Regions from separate parts of the Rattus norvegicus genome. Here region 2 is linked to region 1. A link is a contact called in public Hi-C data. All regions are on one chromosome and are shown on one strand. The core of a region is the stretch at or near the end of the contact, and the rest is flanking DNA. Distances in the headings are between cores, read along the strand shown. Region 1 has its middle 63 kb from the start of Gpat3. Region 2 holds the start of Mrps18c (mitochondrial ribosomal protein S18C).

Region 1 (7,529 bases), core at 1,983-4,482:
TTCCTATCTCCCGGGTGGAGGTCCCTCTTGCTCTGCCAACTTAGGACTTTAGGGTTGAGGTGTTTATGGCTTTGGGAAGGGGAAGGACAGGAGAAAAGGAAAGCAAGAAGTCTTGCTGTTTCTTTTTCTTATTTAGAGGCTACCATGTATGCCTTTTTCCAACCTTTGTTTTCCTTTGCCTATGTTTCTTTTTAAATCTTTTTTAAAAAAAGATTTATTTATTTATATAAGTACACTGTAGCTGTCTTCAGACACACTAGAAGAGGGCATCAGATCCCATTACAGATGGTTGTGAGCCACCATGTGGTTGCTGGGATTTGAACTCAGGACCTCTGGAAGAGCAGTCAGTGCTCTTAACCACTGAGCCATCTCTCCAGCCCGCCTATGTGTCTTTAGGTTACACATGGGTGGGTGGCCGTCTTGAAGTTAAGACTTCTTACTTTCTGTGGTGCTATACATTCAACTCATGGCCTCATGCATGCCAGACAAGCTCAAAAATGCCTTTGAGTTTCGCTTCCAATCTTGAAGCTATTGTCTCTGTTTACGATCCAGCCAGTTTCGTGGAAAACCGTTAAATGTTCTAAAGTCAGGCTTGAAGGTTTCATTTTGGAAATGTCCTTGTGACACGCTGTCCTGACTTGTTTTGCCTTTTATACTGCCTTTTATCTCCCGTGTATTCTTTTGGTGGCCTTGCCAAACTGTTGGGTAATATTGTTTCCTTCCACAAAGGTTGGCACATGAACCCTGGCTGTCTGATTAGGTGATTTCTTTTGGCCCAAGGGTGGAAAACAGATCCTATGAGCCTCAAGCAGATTCTTTTCCCCAGGAGCAAAGGGGATCTCAGGAGACTCGGTTCTTATTTCTTCTGTATCTCTGGGTGATGGCCCAGAGATTCTGAGACTGATCGTTGCCTCCACTAGGACAGCACTTTCTAGAAAAGAGACCAACATGGCTGAAAGGGGAGAGTAAAAGAGACTCCTCCTGGTGACATCGTCTGATACTCTTGAAGCCAGAGAACCCTCAGAGTTTCTATGTATATTAAAACCCACTCATTCATTTAGTCCAGTCAGAAGAGGACTCCTGTCTGTGGGGTGACACAAATTAAATTGTCCTAAAACAGATGGCTTGGTGAAGATGCATGTCTAGCACACACCATGCACACGCATACATGTGGTACCAGTTACTTTTCTCACTGCATTGAACAGAAAAACCCTGCAGAAGCAATGTAAGGGATGGGGGAGGGGGAGCAGAAGCACGGGGGTGGGGTGGGGGGCTTACTTTGGCTCTCGGTTTGAAGGTCCCATCATCCATTATTGAGAAGCCTGGCTGAGGGAACGTGAGGCAGCGGGTCACATTGTGTGTAGGCAGCCCGGAAACAGAGGGCGACGAAGGCCTGTGTTCAGTTCATTTTCTCCTTTTATTTAGTATGTCTTAGTCAGGGTTCCTATTGCTGTGATGAAGCACCATGACCAAAGCAACTTGGAGAAGAAAGGGTTTATTTGACTCACAGTTCTACAGAATAGGTCATCATCAAAAGCAGTGAGGGCAGGAACCTGGAAGCAGGAGGTGATGCAGAGGCCTCGGAGGGGTGCTGCTTACTGGTTTGCTCACCACGGCTTGCTCAGCCTGCTTCTTATAGGACCCAAAACCTGTCTAGGAATGGAGCCACCCATGATGGGCTGGGCCCTTCCCCGTCAATCTGTAATTAAGAAAATGGTGTACAGTTGGATCTTGCGGGGGCACTTTCTCAACCAAGGTTCTCCCCTTTCAGATAACTATTTTGCATGCCAAGCTGACATAAGGGCAGCCATCACAGTACAGGACCACGGACAAATAAATGAAATGGTGCTTAGAGCTAGGGCGGGCCATTCCATCTCAACTAACTACATCTAGAAATCCCTTCTCCAAGACACCCAGAGCTCTGTCTCCTGTGTGATTCTAGGTCCTGTTGATATTAACTGTCAGACTCCTGCACCAAAGTGTCTTGACTTTTTCCAGTCATAATTTCCCTTTTTCTTTGCTGTAGAGGTCTTTCCTACAAAGTGTAACCCTCCATAAAACTCCAGAGCATGGTACCTGCCCCCACTCCCATCCTTTTGGACAGGGTCTTCTGCATCTTAGGCTGGCCACTAGCTCAATGCATACCTGAGGAGGGGGAAGGAGGGAGGAAGGGAGGGAGGGAGGGAGGGAGGGAGAGAGAGAGAGAGAGAGAGAGAGAGAGAGAGAGAGAGCATAAAGTGCATAAACTCCTGGTGCAGCTGCTTCCTTTCCAACTGCTGGGGTTTCCGAGATGTACCACAGACCTGGTTCACATAGTACAGTACTTCAGATGGGCTGGGGATGGGGCTTGAAATGTCCAGTGCCCGCTCACTTGCCCTGTAACTCTTTTGATTCTCTGCCGAACCTAGAAAGCCCAAGAGCTCTACAAAACAAAGATTAAACCCAACCTTAGAGCAGGGAGTGTGGGTGAATTTGTAGGATTTCCTTGTTTCGTTGTGGGACCGTTTTATTTTTGAAAACACAAAACACCTACTACAAATTTTGTTGAACATTTAAAAAATTTAAATACATCCTCTGAAGTAACTTTTGGGAAATATATAAACGGTTAAGTTGTAGCTAATCCCACCAGGAGAGAAAAAGACTACTATCACAATTTTTTGAGCCAAATTTGAAGCAAATTTTACTAAATACTGGTCAGGACAATGGATACTGGTCAGATCCATACCTGGGAAATGGCTGTGAAATACATTAGTCTGGTGTTTATAATGGCCTCAAGGCTACGTACTTCCCACCTTCGTCCTATCAGGGGCAAGCACACAGCCTAACACACTTCCCCATGTACCACACGCCTATATGTGATGATGTGCGCACATCCAGTGCAGTTGGAACAACCAACTTGGTTTACAAAAGTGAAAACACCTGGCTTGTTATCTCACAGGAGCAACAGCCCCAGCGTTCTCGGAAGTTAACTGTCCTTGGGTAAGTAGGGTTTACAGGCTAGAGGCATTTTTGTTTTATGGATCTCTTAAGCACAGTAATTAAAACTTGAAATATAACTTTAGCCTTCTCACTGGATTAAATATTAACTGAGTCAACCCAGACTCTAGACAGGCAATTGTGCCCAGGAGCTTCTGGAAGTTTCCTCCCCATTGCAGAGTATAACGTGTGGGTATTGCGCGACAACGGAGGCTGCCGTGGTGAGCAGTTTCTCTGGCAGCAGTTCTGCGCACACATTCTCTGCTCAGTGCAGGGCGGAGAGCCAAGGAGAGGCTCCGAGAGGTGACAGTTATGCACATTCGGAGGCCCTGACTATTTCCCGGCTGCTGGCTCAACCCCTGATAGCCAGAGGGAAATCTCTACTTTCAGCACGGGACACACCCCTTCTTATATTCAAACCTAAAACTCTCTTGAGCAGAAACTCACGGGGACTTTTTGTCCCAGGAAATGGAGGTTCTGCAGGGATGTTTTTCTCCTTTCAGGGGAGCATAAGAAGGTGGGCATGTTAGCGGTCCATGTTTCAGGAGGGAATTCAACTTTACAGAACCACCCAGAATCCAAGAGGAATGAGCCATGGTAACCTTAAATAGTGATGTAAGAAGCGAGGGTCCGGGGAGATGGGTCAGTGGGTAAAACCGCTTGCTGGTCAGTGGTGAGGATGAGAGTTTGAGCCTCACATCCCCACAACAAGTCAGTATTCCCACATGCCGGCCTCTGTGCGCATGCGTCCATTCACACGCAGACTGTGTTAATTCATAAAATGAGTGTTTTAAAGAGATGAAGGAAAGAGTCCGTTTTCCCACTGTGCCATGGGAGTTGGTCTGGATTAAATAGAGACACTTTGGCCGTGCCTTTAACCTTTTCCCTCCATTCTCTCTCTTCTATTTATAGCGTGACTCCTTCCGCACATGCCTGGCTCAGGTTTCTCTGCTCTGTTCGTTCCGGTTTGCTATTTTAAACACTTGCGGAGGTCGTCTGAGCTGCAGTCATGTGTCTCGGCAGCAAAAGTCACTCTGCTAAGAAAGGCACAACGCTCACTGAAGTGATGTCCAAATTAGAATTAAAAGGAAAGAATAGATTTTTTTCAAGTGTGTCTGTGGCTTATTCTTAGATGTGTTTTAGATCAGGAAGCACTTGTTTCTCAGAACTGATGCCATTTTGGACGTGATCTTGTCAAAGAGTTCCTTACATCACTAAAAGGAAATCCAGTTTCATGGACTATGAGTAAGTCAAGATCTTAAGTCTAAGTTTCCATTCTTAGTAGAGTAAAATGGTGCTGGACCAGAAGTTGCGAGGACTGCTATGTGCCCAGACCTTTAGTTTTATTATCAGCTCTGCAGTTCTTTTTGAAGATTTATTTATTTATTTCATGTATGTGAGTACACTGTTGCTTTATTCAGCCACACTGGAGGTTGGATCTCATCACAGATGACTGTGAGCCACTATGTGGTTGCAGGGAATCAGGACCTCTGGAAGAGCAGTCAGTGCTCTTAACCACTAAGTCATCTCTCCATCCCTCCAATTTCTTTTCAATGATGATCTTAAAGAAAAAGATTACTAATAAATCTTATTCTTTCAAAATTATATACACGTGTATAATATATCTTGATCACTTCCTCCTCCCTCTTGCCTCTGCCAGCCTCTCTACACCCTATAAATCTCTTTCCTATATTTCTGACTTTTATGTTCCATAAGTTTGGCTCGACCTGTGTGTCTATGGATTTGCAACCATCCAGTGGTGCCTGGTGGGTACTGGATACTCCGCCTTCCCCTCCCAGAATCTGTCAATTGCTCACAGTTCAGCAGTAAGCAGTAAGGCCCCATCTGAAGTGGACTGGCAGTCAGGAAAGTCTTAGGTAGGCCCAGTGCTGGTGACTGAGGTGGTGTGGTCTCATGGTTGCCATGACTGTGAGGCTTATCCTACAGCTCTTTTTTTTTTTTTTTTAATTTCACACAACAGGAATGTTTATTGCATTTTCAGATATGAATGAAGTTTTTTTTTTATAACCACACATGCAATTTATTTAATTCTGGAGGTATTATTCAATTCTGGAAGTCTCTTAAGATGATGTGATCTGTTGAAAAAGCTTTCCCACTTCTCAGAATGAACTACAACCTAATTCTCCTATGCAGACTCTGCCTACACTTCATGTACAGAGAGTGGCCACCCACCTTTCTAGTTCAACTTCTTTTTTTTTTTTTTATTAACTTGAGTATTTCTTATATACATTTCAAGTGTTATTCCCTTTCCCGGTTTCCGGACAAACATCACCCTCCCCCCTCCCCTTCCTTATGGGTGTTCCCCTCCCAAACCTCCCCCCATTGCCACCCTCCCCGCATAGTCTAGTTCACTGGGGGTTCAGTCTTAGCAGGACCCAGGGCTTCCCCTTCCACTGGTGCTCTTACTAGGATATTCATTGCTACCTATGGGGACAGAGTCCAGGGTCAGTCCATGTATAGTCTTTAGGTAGTGGCTTAGTCCCTGGAAGCTCTGGTTGCTTGACATTGTTGTACTTTTGGGGTCTCGAGCACCTTCAAGCTCTTCCAGTTCTTTCTCTGATTCCTTCAACGGGGGACCTATTCTCAGTTCAGTGGTTTGCTGCTGGCATTCGCCTCTGTATTTGCTGTATTCTGGCTGTGTCTCTCAGGAGCGATCTACATCCGGCTCCTGTCGGTCTGCACTTCTTTGCTTCATCCATCTTGTCTAATTGGGTGGCTGTATATGTATGGGCCACCTGTGGGGCAGGCTCTGAATGGGTGTTCCTTCAGTCTCTGTTTTAATCTTTGCCTCTCCCTTCCCTGCCAAGGGTATTCTTTTTCCTCATTTAAAGAAGGAGTGAAGCATTCTCATTTTGATCATCCGTCTTGAGTTTCCTTTGTTCTAGGGATCTAGGGTAATTCAAGCATTTTATCCTACAGCTCTTACATCTCCTCTGTGCCCCTGTATACAATGATCTCGGGGTCTTAAGAGGTTGGTGGAAATGTCTTGTCCAGGGCTGACCCATCAGCTGCCCATCACTCATTCTCAGGTTTCTGGTATGTCTCTGCATTCACCTCTGTTCACGGTAAAGCAAGGCTTCTCTGATTGAGGAAAAAATTAAAGGAGAAGGAGGAGGAGGAGGAGGAGGAAGAGGAGAAGAAGAAGAAGAAGAAGAAGAAGAAGAAGAAGAAGAAGAAGAAGAAGAAGAAGACGACGGCGATGAAGACAACAGCGACGACGACCTGGGCTGTTGAGACAGGTCAGTAGGGAAAACCATTTGCTGCCCAAGCCTGATGACTTGAGTCTCTGGGACCCAGTGAAGAGGAAAGAGGACCCCGCAGAGCTGTCCTCTGACCTCCACACACATGCACTGTGGTGTGCACCCTGCCTCTGTAGTTGTAACAAAACCCACAAAAGCAAAAAAAAAAAAAAAAAAAAAAGAAAGCCTGAGGGCTGGAGACAGCTCCGCAGGTGAGAGCCTTGTTCTTGCTGGGGACGCAGGTTGGGTTCCCAGCACCCACATGGTGGTTCACAACCACCATAGCTCCAGTTCTGGGGTGTATGAGACCCTTTTCCTGACGTCTGCAGACACCAGGCATACACATGGTATACTCCCATACATGCAGACGAGACACATAAAAATAATATTCTGAAAAGGGGATTGGAGACTCGATGGCATTTGGGATTGCTTGCATGCTTAGGTTTCGATCCTCATATGAACGTAAAGTATATTCCCAGATCTTCAGAGCAGGGTAACACTGTTGGGTTTCTATATCTGGATCTTTAATACCAAGGCAGTCTTCGTTCTAACACCATTGACTGACTTACCTGCTTTTCTACTGTCCGTGTTCCTTGTCTTCTTCTGAAAGCTCAAACTAGAACCCTGGCAAATGGGTACGGCAAGAAGGAGGAGGAGGAGGAGGAGGAGGAGGAGGAGGAGGAGGAGGAGGAGGAGGAGGTGGTGGGAGAGGAGGAGGAGGAAGAGGAAGGGGAGGAGAAGACGAAAGGAGAACCCATTTTTCTTTGTAGGGTCTCCCCTAGGATCTAAGATGTCATGGAGTTTTGACTGCGTTTAGAGTATGAGACATGAGTTCCCTCTTGTGGGGTGAGACAAAGATCAGTTTTCTTAAATGTTGAAATATTTTCTTGTACAGAAGGTTTTGCTCTGCTGTTTATGGATGAACTTTAGGGAGTACATCTTGTGGCAACAGATCTAAATAAACTTTGGATTAATCACTTGTCCTACAATGTGTCTTTCTGAGCAAGGCCTTTACAAATGTTCATTCCTGTATGTGTGTACCCTTTGGTCATTTGAGGGAAAAGGTTTCCTGGGCAAGACAGAAATATTTTCCTACTTGAATGCCCTGACTGGTCTTGCCCAGCATTGGCAACCTCAAGTTGTCTGCTGGCAATCTTGTGTTCTCTCTCTCCTCTTGGTTAGATGTGTCTAGCTCATAAACTAGGGGGTGAGACCAGGCCCCAAATGAGTGAGTGAGGGTTTTGAGTCCTGGCTCCTTCTTGTGAAGGGTGGGCTGCCTGTGTAGCCATGTGC
Region 2 (7,529 bases), core at 1,687-4,186, 110 kb before region 1:
GGTGTCAGCTTTCCTGGAAGTAGTTGTGAGCTGCCATGTGGGTGCTGGGAATTGAACCTGGGTCCTTTGGAAGAGCAGCCAGTGCTCTTAGCCACTAAGCCAACTCTCTAGCCTCCACACTGCTGTCTCTTTTGCACTTAAATCTTAGCCGTCTTTAAATGTGTTTAATTTTTAACTGCTACTACCGACTTCTTTCACTTAAGGCTCTGAGCATTCAAAGGGATTTCAACGACTGCCGAAGAAACAGCAAAAGCCAATCAGAGGAGAAAGTCAGAAGCAGAGAATGAAGGGATGAGAATTCAGTTGTGTGGTGCACAGTAGAACGAGAAGCTGCTCTGGAAACAGGGCCCAGATTGGGCGGACCGAAGGCTACTTCGGCAAGAGACAAAGCCAGGCTTGAGAAGGACATACATACGGAAGGAAAGAAGTCCACGACAGTGATGCAGGGCTAATGCAACTGATATTCCTGTCGTTGGAGATGAGAAACGGAACCAGGGAGTCGCTTGCTCCCACCGATTTGGATTAATATTACAATACTATCTGAATTGTGAGATTGGTTTCCCTTTTATAAGAAGCATTACCATATAGTCTTTTGATTCCTTTCAACTGAGCATAGAGGTCTCTCACTTTGCTGGGTAGTGAATAAAAGGGACCAAGATCATCTGACGGTGACTCGATGGCTTTCCTAGCAACGCTGATCTCCTCAGACAGCAGTGTCTCCCTGAGTTGTTTACTCCTGGGAAATGCTGGGGTCTGGGCCCTGGCATTCCCAGTCATGGCGCTTTTCAGGCAGTCTTTGATACTTCTCCTCCTGCTCGCCTCTGAGGAGCCGCCGACGTCAGAGAAGTCGCTCTTTGGCTGGGGTTGCTCTCTGTGGCTATGATGCAATTCTTCATTCGATGACTTCCCATCTCTTCCCTTGGTGGACTGATCACCCAAATCTTTTGAGGAGTTCTGCATACTTTCAAAGTATAAGATTTGAGAAGAAGGCATATCGAATGAAAGATCGCCTCCTACCTCTGGCTCAACAGGGACATCTAGATCACCCTGCTTCTTTATGTACTCTCTGGTTTCAGAGTCAGTGAAATCTACAGCAGGAACACTGAGGCTGTTCCCGAGGCCTTCTGAACAGAGGTCTTTGGTGCCGGAGTCTGTACCTCGGCTCCCACAGTCAGGCAGTTGTATATATTTCTGCTCCAGGTCATCAACTTGAGCTAAGAAGGAATTTTCTGAAAAGCTGTTATAGTCACCAAACATGTCCTCTTCACTGTCATTTTCCTGAAAAGGAAACAAAGATACATAAATGAATTCTATCCTCATTAAAAAAAAAAGTTCCAGCAAAAGGCTATCCCCAAATATGCAAATTATCCTCTGAACACATATTACCATCACCAAACAAAAGAAACAAGTCCAGAGAGTGGTTCTGACTTGCCTAAATAGCGCTGCTGGGTTATCATGGAATATCAGGATGTTTAAAAATATTTTTGAGTCAGTACAGGCTCTCATATAACAGAGGCTACACATCCTAGATTCTCCTACTTCTGTCTCCTGAATGCCATCACCATACTTGGTTTTATGAGGTGCCGGGATCAAGCCCAGGGTGTTGGACATTCTAAGTAAGCATTCTTATTTCTTATCACCACAAGGGGTGATATTGGAATGCTAAATTATTTGGTGCTGTGGTGTGAGCCCAGGGCCTGCCCCAGTCTCCATCGCTGAGCCCCATCCTCCATCCCCCTACCTCGTCTTTGGCATTTGAATTCTTAAACGTGTGCTAAAGCATCAAGAAATGAAAGAACGGTAACCATGTACAGGGTTGTCGGTTCAATAGATGCTTCTGGTAACTACAGTAATTCGGGCCCAGGCTGGAACGTAGAAGCCAGTCTGATACAAAATCTTGACTGTACCACCAGACCCCAGAAAAAAATTCCATTCTGAATTTGGAGACAGTTATGTGCACACTCATGCAGGGTGGCTTACTGAACAGAAAAGATGTAAACTGGGAGGTAATAATTATTTATTGAGTCAGACTTCAGTCTCTCAACTTCCCAGGACCCAGTTACTGTTGTAAAATCTACATGATATGGCTAGTTTAATAACGTAAGTAGCACTTAATAGATTATCAATAAAAAAGTTTTATTAGTAAAGTAGAAACGAGCCATTTGGAGGGCTCGTTTGTCAAGTCAGTTAATTGGCCCGCGAACACTTCTTCCGACGGGGGTGGGAGTGTGTAGGTTTCACATCCACCTAGAAGTCAGGTGTTTAAGGGTCTCCCAAGTGCTGGAGATCATGGATAACAAAGGTGAGGAGAGCGAGCGAAGGCTACTCATCTAAGTGGTCAATGGTGTGCACCTGGGAAGAGGGCGGTTTCGCCCCCGCGTAGCCATGCCCGGGGCGGGGGGAGGACGCGGTTGTCACCGCAGCCCCTGTGATGACGGGACCGGGTGAACCTGCGGGGATGCGGGCACTCAGCAGGGCTGTACCTGGGCGGGCTCCGGGCTCCCGGTTTTCCGCCGGCGGCTCCCAGCCGCAGCTTCGTCCTCCGTGTCCTCGGCGGGCTGGAGCTCGGCTGGGGCCCGGGCAGCACCGAGGCTCTCTAGGCTGCGGCGGTTTCTTTTGCGGAGAGACACCCGCCGGCGGATGCGGGGAGAACTTTCCTCCATGACAACGGCCCAGAGTCCCTGCGACAGCCGCCCTCGGTGCAGACCGGAGCTGGTGCCGCGGGTCTGGAGCCGTAAGCAAGTGACGGAGCATCAGCTCTCCATCTCTCTGCAGCACAGCCCGTGTGTCACGTGACTTCCGGCCCGGGGAGCGCGGGAACACAAAGGTACGGAGCATTGAAATCCTGGCTACCTTCGCACCGGAACCTTTGCGTAAGCATCGCGGGCCAGCAGGGGAAGAATATCGGAAGGGACCTGTCGGGGGCGCTTAGGGAAACGGAAAGGAAGAGGAAGGGCAGAGAACCATGGCAGGTCTGCTTGCTCTGCGCAGCTGTATAGGGAGGAAGAACTTGACAACCGCGACTGGCTGCTTCACGGATCGCGCAACTCACGCGGGTAAAATGTCCGGCATGGCATTGCAGCCGCACTCCGGTTCCGATTGTCGGTGGGGTCTTCACTGTTAGCAAAATGATTCTATACGATTAGGTTTGAGATAGGTGGGAAGCATGACTCGCCCTAGACTGGTTTCCTAGAGCTGAAGAGGACTTTGAGGTGTAGTCAACTGTTTTTCCTCATTGTTTATTCACTTTACATCCCGATCGCAGCCCCCTCCGCCCAGTCTATCCTCACAAACCCCTCCTCTGCCATTACACTTCAGCCATTCTCCTCAGAGGAAGGGAATGCCCACCTTGGGTACCACCGCAGCCTCCGATATTAAGTCGCCGCAGAACTAGGCACATTCTCTCCCATTGAGGCTCCACCAGGCAGCGCAGAGAGAGGAAGGGGATCCAATGGCATGCAACAGAATAAGAGACAGGTCCCACTCCAATTGTTAGGGAACCCACATGAAGACCAATGTGTACATAATGCTACAAGTGTGTAGCTGGCCCAGGGCCAGCTCCTTGGTGGTTCAGTCTCTGTGAGCCCCCATGTGCCCAGGTTAGCTGATCGTGCAGATCTTCTTGTGGTGTCCTTGACCTCTCTGACTCTCTCAACACCCCCCCCCCCGCCTGCCACCTCTCCATAAAACTTGCTGTGCACCGACTGTTTTTGGCTGTGGATCTCTGCATCTGTTTCTATCCACTACTGGATGAAGCCTCTCAGGAAACAGTTATGCTATCTAGGCTCCTGTCTGCATGGTGTAGTCAACCATTAACTTTGTTTTTGTTTCTATGCTTCTTTGTCAACGACTTGAATCTTTTAATTTTCCCTTTGGAATGACAGTACCATTCTGTTGTTTCTGGACATATTTGCGTTACAATCCGTTGTAACTGTAATACACACACACATTATGACCTTTATTCAAAGCCTTTGGAATCGCTCATTTTGAGTCCTATTGTGTCCCAAATCTAACAGGATGTTAACTAATCATTGTGTGAAAAGAATGTTCATGATTGTGCCTTTTGGTTCATCTAGCCTCTTTAAAAACTGTAAGTCTTGGTTAGATATTCAGCAAATTAAAATAATTATGTCGTCGTATTTTCTCTTTAGTTTCTGTGCCATGGAGAAGATGTTTTTCACAGTATGAACAGGTAACCAGCAATGAAGACCTGGTAAGATTCCTTTTTATTTTTTTAAAGAAAACATTATTTTATTCTTTGGGTGTACATGGGGGGAGGGCAGCTGTGGAAACCAGAAGAGGGCATTGGATTCTCCTGGAGTTGGAATTAAGAGGTGGTCGTAAACCATTGGATGTGAGTGAGTGCTGGTATCCAAACCCTGTACTCAGTAAGGTTAGGCAGTGCTTTTAACCACGGACACCCTGCCAGCCCCAGATTTCCCCCCTTATATTACTAATTAATTTCCAAATTCAGCCTACCTTTTTTTTAAGTGTTTGAAATTCTATTATAGGACAAAATAATGGTTACCTTTTATTGACTATAGTCACTTGGGTTTGAAGAGAATTCCTAGAATCAGCCTGTAATATATTTCTCTTTAAATATAAGGATACTTGATTTGAGAATGTCTAAAGATAGCTTTGGTGGATAGGATAATTATAAGTAATAGAAATTTGGAAGGCACTGTCTTCATCTCATTCGTCAGAGTTAACAGGCTACTTTGATAAAAGATCTAAATTCAGGTTTTACAGTAAGACATTCAACTAGTTGCTTCTGAACTGTGGGTGTATTTTTATGGGTTTAAATTGTGAACATGCACTCAAGAACTTAGCTGGAGTTGAGAAGGGATACGGCTTATGTTCAGGGCACGCTAGATCTGCTCGTGAACACACACACACACATTGTGATAGCACTTAGGAAGTGGAGGCAAGGGGTTGGGGATTTAGCTCAGTGGTAGAGCACTTGCCTAGGAAGCGCAAGGCCCTGGGTTCGGTCCCCAGCTCCGAAAAAAAGAACCAAAAAAAAAAAAAAGTGGAGGCAAGAGGAGCTTGCTTATGAGTTGGAAGCCACCTGGGCTACAGCAACAACAAAAACAATCACTTTTTGATCTTTTGGCTAAAATCAAGTGTAAAAAAAAAAACACAAAACAAAACAGCAAGAAATCAAAGAAATCTTAAAGGAACTGTTAAATACCTAGGAAGTTGTTTACACAAATGTGAATCCATCTAATTCTTGCATCATACTTTAGAAGGATGAATTTACATTTCTTTTTTAGGTTGTGTGACTAATGGAAATTCTGTTTCTTTCACACAGAAAGATGCACACAGTCATACTCCTTCATCACAATTAAGGAAAACTAGAGATTTCAAAGCCATTTCTAAACTAAGACCCTGTGCCAGGGTATGGTGGTACAACCTGTAATTTCAGCATTTGGAAGGCTGACACAGAAGGATGGGGAACTGGAGATTACCATGTTTCATAGCGAGTTGTAGGACAGCTGGAGCTAACAGTGAGAGCTTATTTTAGGAGACACACCAAACAAACAAACAAACAAAAAACCCCAAACAAAACAGGAACACTGAAAAAGGATTGTGATGAGAAAAAGGGCAGGGGAGAGACAAAAGAGGTAGGTTTATGGAATATATATGTTGTGTTAGTCCTAAGAGCAGAAAGGGATGTTATTGGGGATGAAGACGTGAACTAGAAAGAGGAGAGAGGCTGGGTGATTGAGAGCAGCAGAAGGTAAATAAGAACAAAGCATAATTACACAGGGGCATGCACACTCACATGCACACACACACACACACACACACACACACACACACACACACACTTCACACAATGAATCCTGTTAGTATGCTCACCAAAACTTGAAATGTCACTATACTGGTGACAACTATACTTATAATTAGAGGGAGGCATTGTGTCAGAAACAGCAAGGTGGAAAAATGTGCAGGGCCCACAGACCACATAGCATTCTGTGAAGGAGATGGTAACAAACCTCGTACTGCAGGAAACCATTGAACACTGTATTTATAAAGTGAAACGATAAAGAATACCTGGCAGGACATTTGTGGATGGATAAATGACTTAGCACATGTATACTTCTAATAAATTAATCTAAAAGGAAATGAATTATGTTTATACCAAGCAACTGTCTTGAAATAAACTTTTAATTGAATTAATTTTAAGTAAACGAAGATACTTTGATTATATGCAACTGAAACACAGCTTTCGAGCAAGAATCCTTTAATCAACTTATCTTGGAAATCCTTTTCTGCTTCAAGGCGGGATATTTAAGGTGGCAATCTCTCTTTAGCCAGACTGACACAAAATAAAGTACTTGTATAGAAATGTATAAATGTAGCTATAGCTTTAATTTCTCTGATTGAGTCTCAACCCATTTTCTTTATGAGATTTCCTTTTATCCTAGCCAATCCCAATGGAAAACCCCTATAAAGAGCCTCTTAAGAAGTGCGTCTTGTGTGAGAAACGTGTAGATTACAAGAATGTACAGGTAAACACTGGTTTTCCCTCTACGACACTTGACTGGGGGTCTGCTGTTTATTTGCTCAGAGGATTGGCACTGTCGGCAGGTTTTATGTAGGTTGGATCAGCAACTTCAAGATATCAAATCTTGTTGTAACTTCCTATGTTAGCTCTATTCAATTCGGAGCCCTCATCCCCTCATTTCACTAGTATTTGGGTTACTATTTCTCCTTTTTCTATTTCTGCACAGAAGCTCATGCACATTGATAGATGCATGTTTTGGGAAAGCTCCTTTTGGGAAGTTGACCTTTGCAGTTCACTATGCTATTGTTTTAAATACTATTTCTCCTTAAGCTTTCAGCAAATTAGGAACAGCAGGTTTAGCTGGGCGATCGATGGCAGTGCCCGCCTTTAATCCCAGCACTAGGGAAGCAGAAGCAGGATTGCTGAGTCTTAGGCCGGCCTGGTCTACAGAGGGGGTTCCAGGACAGCCTGGGCTACCCAGAGAAGCCTTTTCTCGAAACAAAACAAAGTAACAAATTTAGGGAGAGTGAATGATGTGATATTATAGTTAAGTGGTTTTTTTTTTTTTTTTTTTTTTTGGAGCTGGGGACCGAACCCAGGGCCTTATGCTTCCTAGGCAAGCGCTCTACCACTGAGCTAAATCCCCAACCCCAAATAGCCACTTTTGAAGGAGAAAATGCAACAAATTGTAAAAACTACAGTGCAGCAGTAATTGTGGGAAGAGCCACAGTGCCCAGTACCTAGACAGTGTTCTGAACGTGTTCTACGGAAGTAAGTTAGCGTAGATGCCCTCATGTGTGACAGCCCGCCGTGGCAGGGCAAAGGTCCACTCACTGGCTGTGAGCAGCAGTATTTTAGATGCTTGTAGCTTAGGAGTCAGTAGCCACAGCACTAAACACATGGCTGACTCATGACACTTGGTCTTGTGGAGTTTTGACACACTAGATGTTAACTTGTAAAGATGGCTTGTTGCTACAAGGTATTTTATTTTATGTTATTAACTATGTCTGAAACATTA

What was found. Hi-C and Micro-C count contacts between places; a contact is called where the count stands out from the background.
Region 2: a contact with region 1 is called in a Hi-C map of liver, with 4 times the contacts expected there. The contact joins the promoter of Mrps18c here to the enhancer-like site in region 1. A contact is called at or near these places in 4 of 12 Hi-C or Micro-C datasets (the A7r5 cell line, hepatocytes, kidney and 1 more).

What each region holds. Positions count from the first base shown.
Region 1 is chr14:9,004,509-9,012,037 of GRCr8, reverse strand. No RefSeq gene overlaps it. Among named protein-coding and RNA genes, the nearest start is that of Gpat3, 63 kb to the left of the region's middle. Within about 2 kb of position 3,232, at least 7 of the 93 cell types and tissues checked have an H3K27ac peak or open chromatin away from gene starts, as enhancers often do. A contact at or near this core is called in liver, where this site is marked.
Region 2 is chr14:9,118,313-9,125,841 of GRCr8, reverse strand. Mrps18c (mitochondrial ribosomal protein S18C) reads left to right here and starts at 2,936. Exons shown (of 6, transcript NM_001105996.1): 1 at 2,936-3,056; 2 at 4,152-4,213; 3 at 6,432-6,515. The coding sequence starts at 2,966. Helq (helicase, POLQ-like) reads right to left here and starts at 2,864. Exons shown (of 18, transcript NM_001014134.2): 1 at 2,484-2,864; 2 at 582-1,278. The coding sequence starts at 2,663.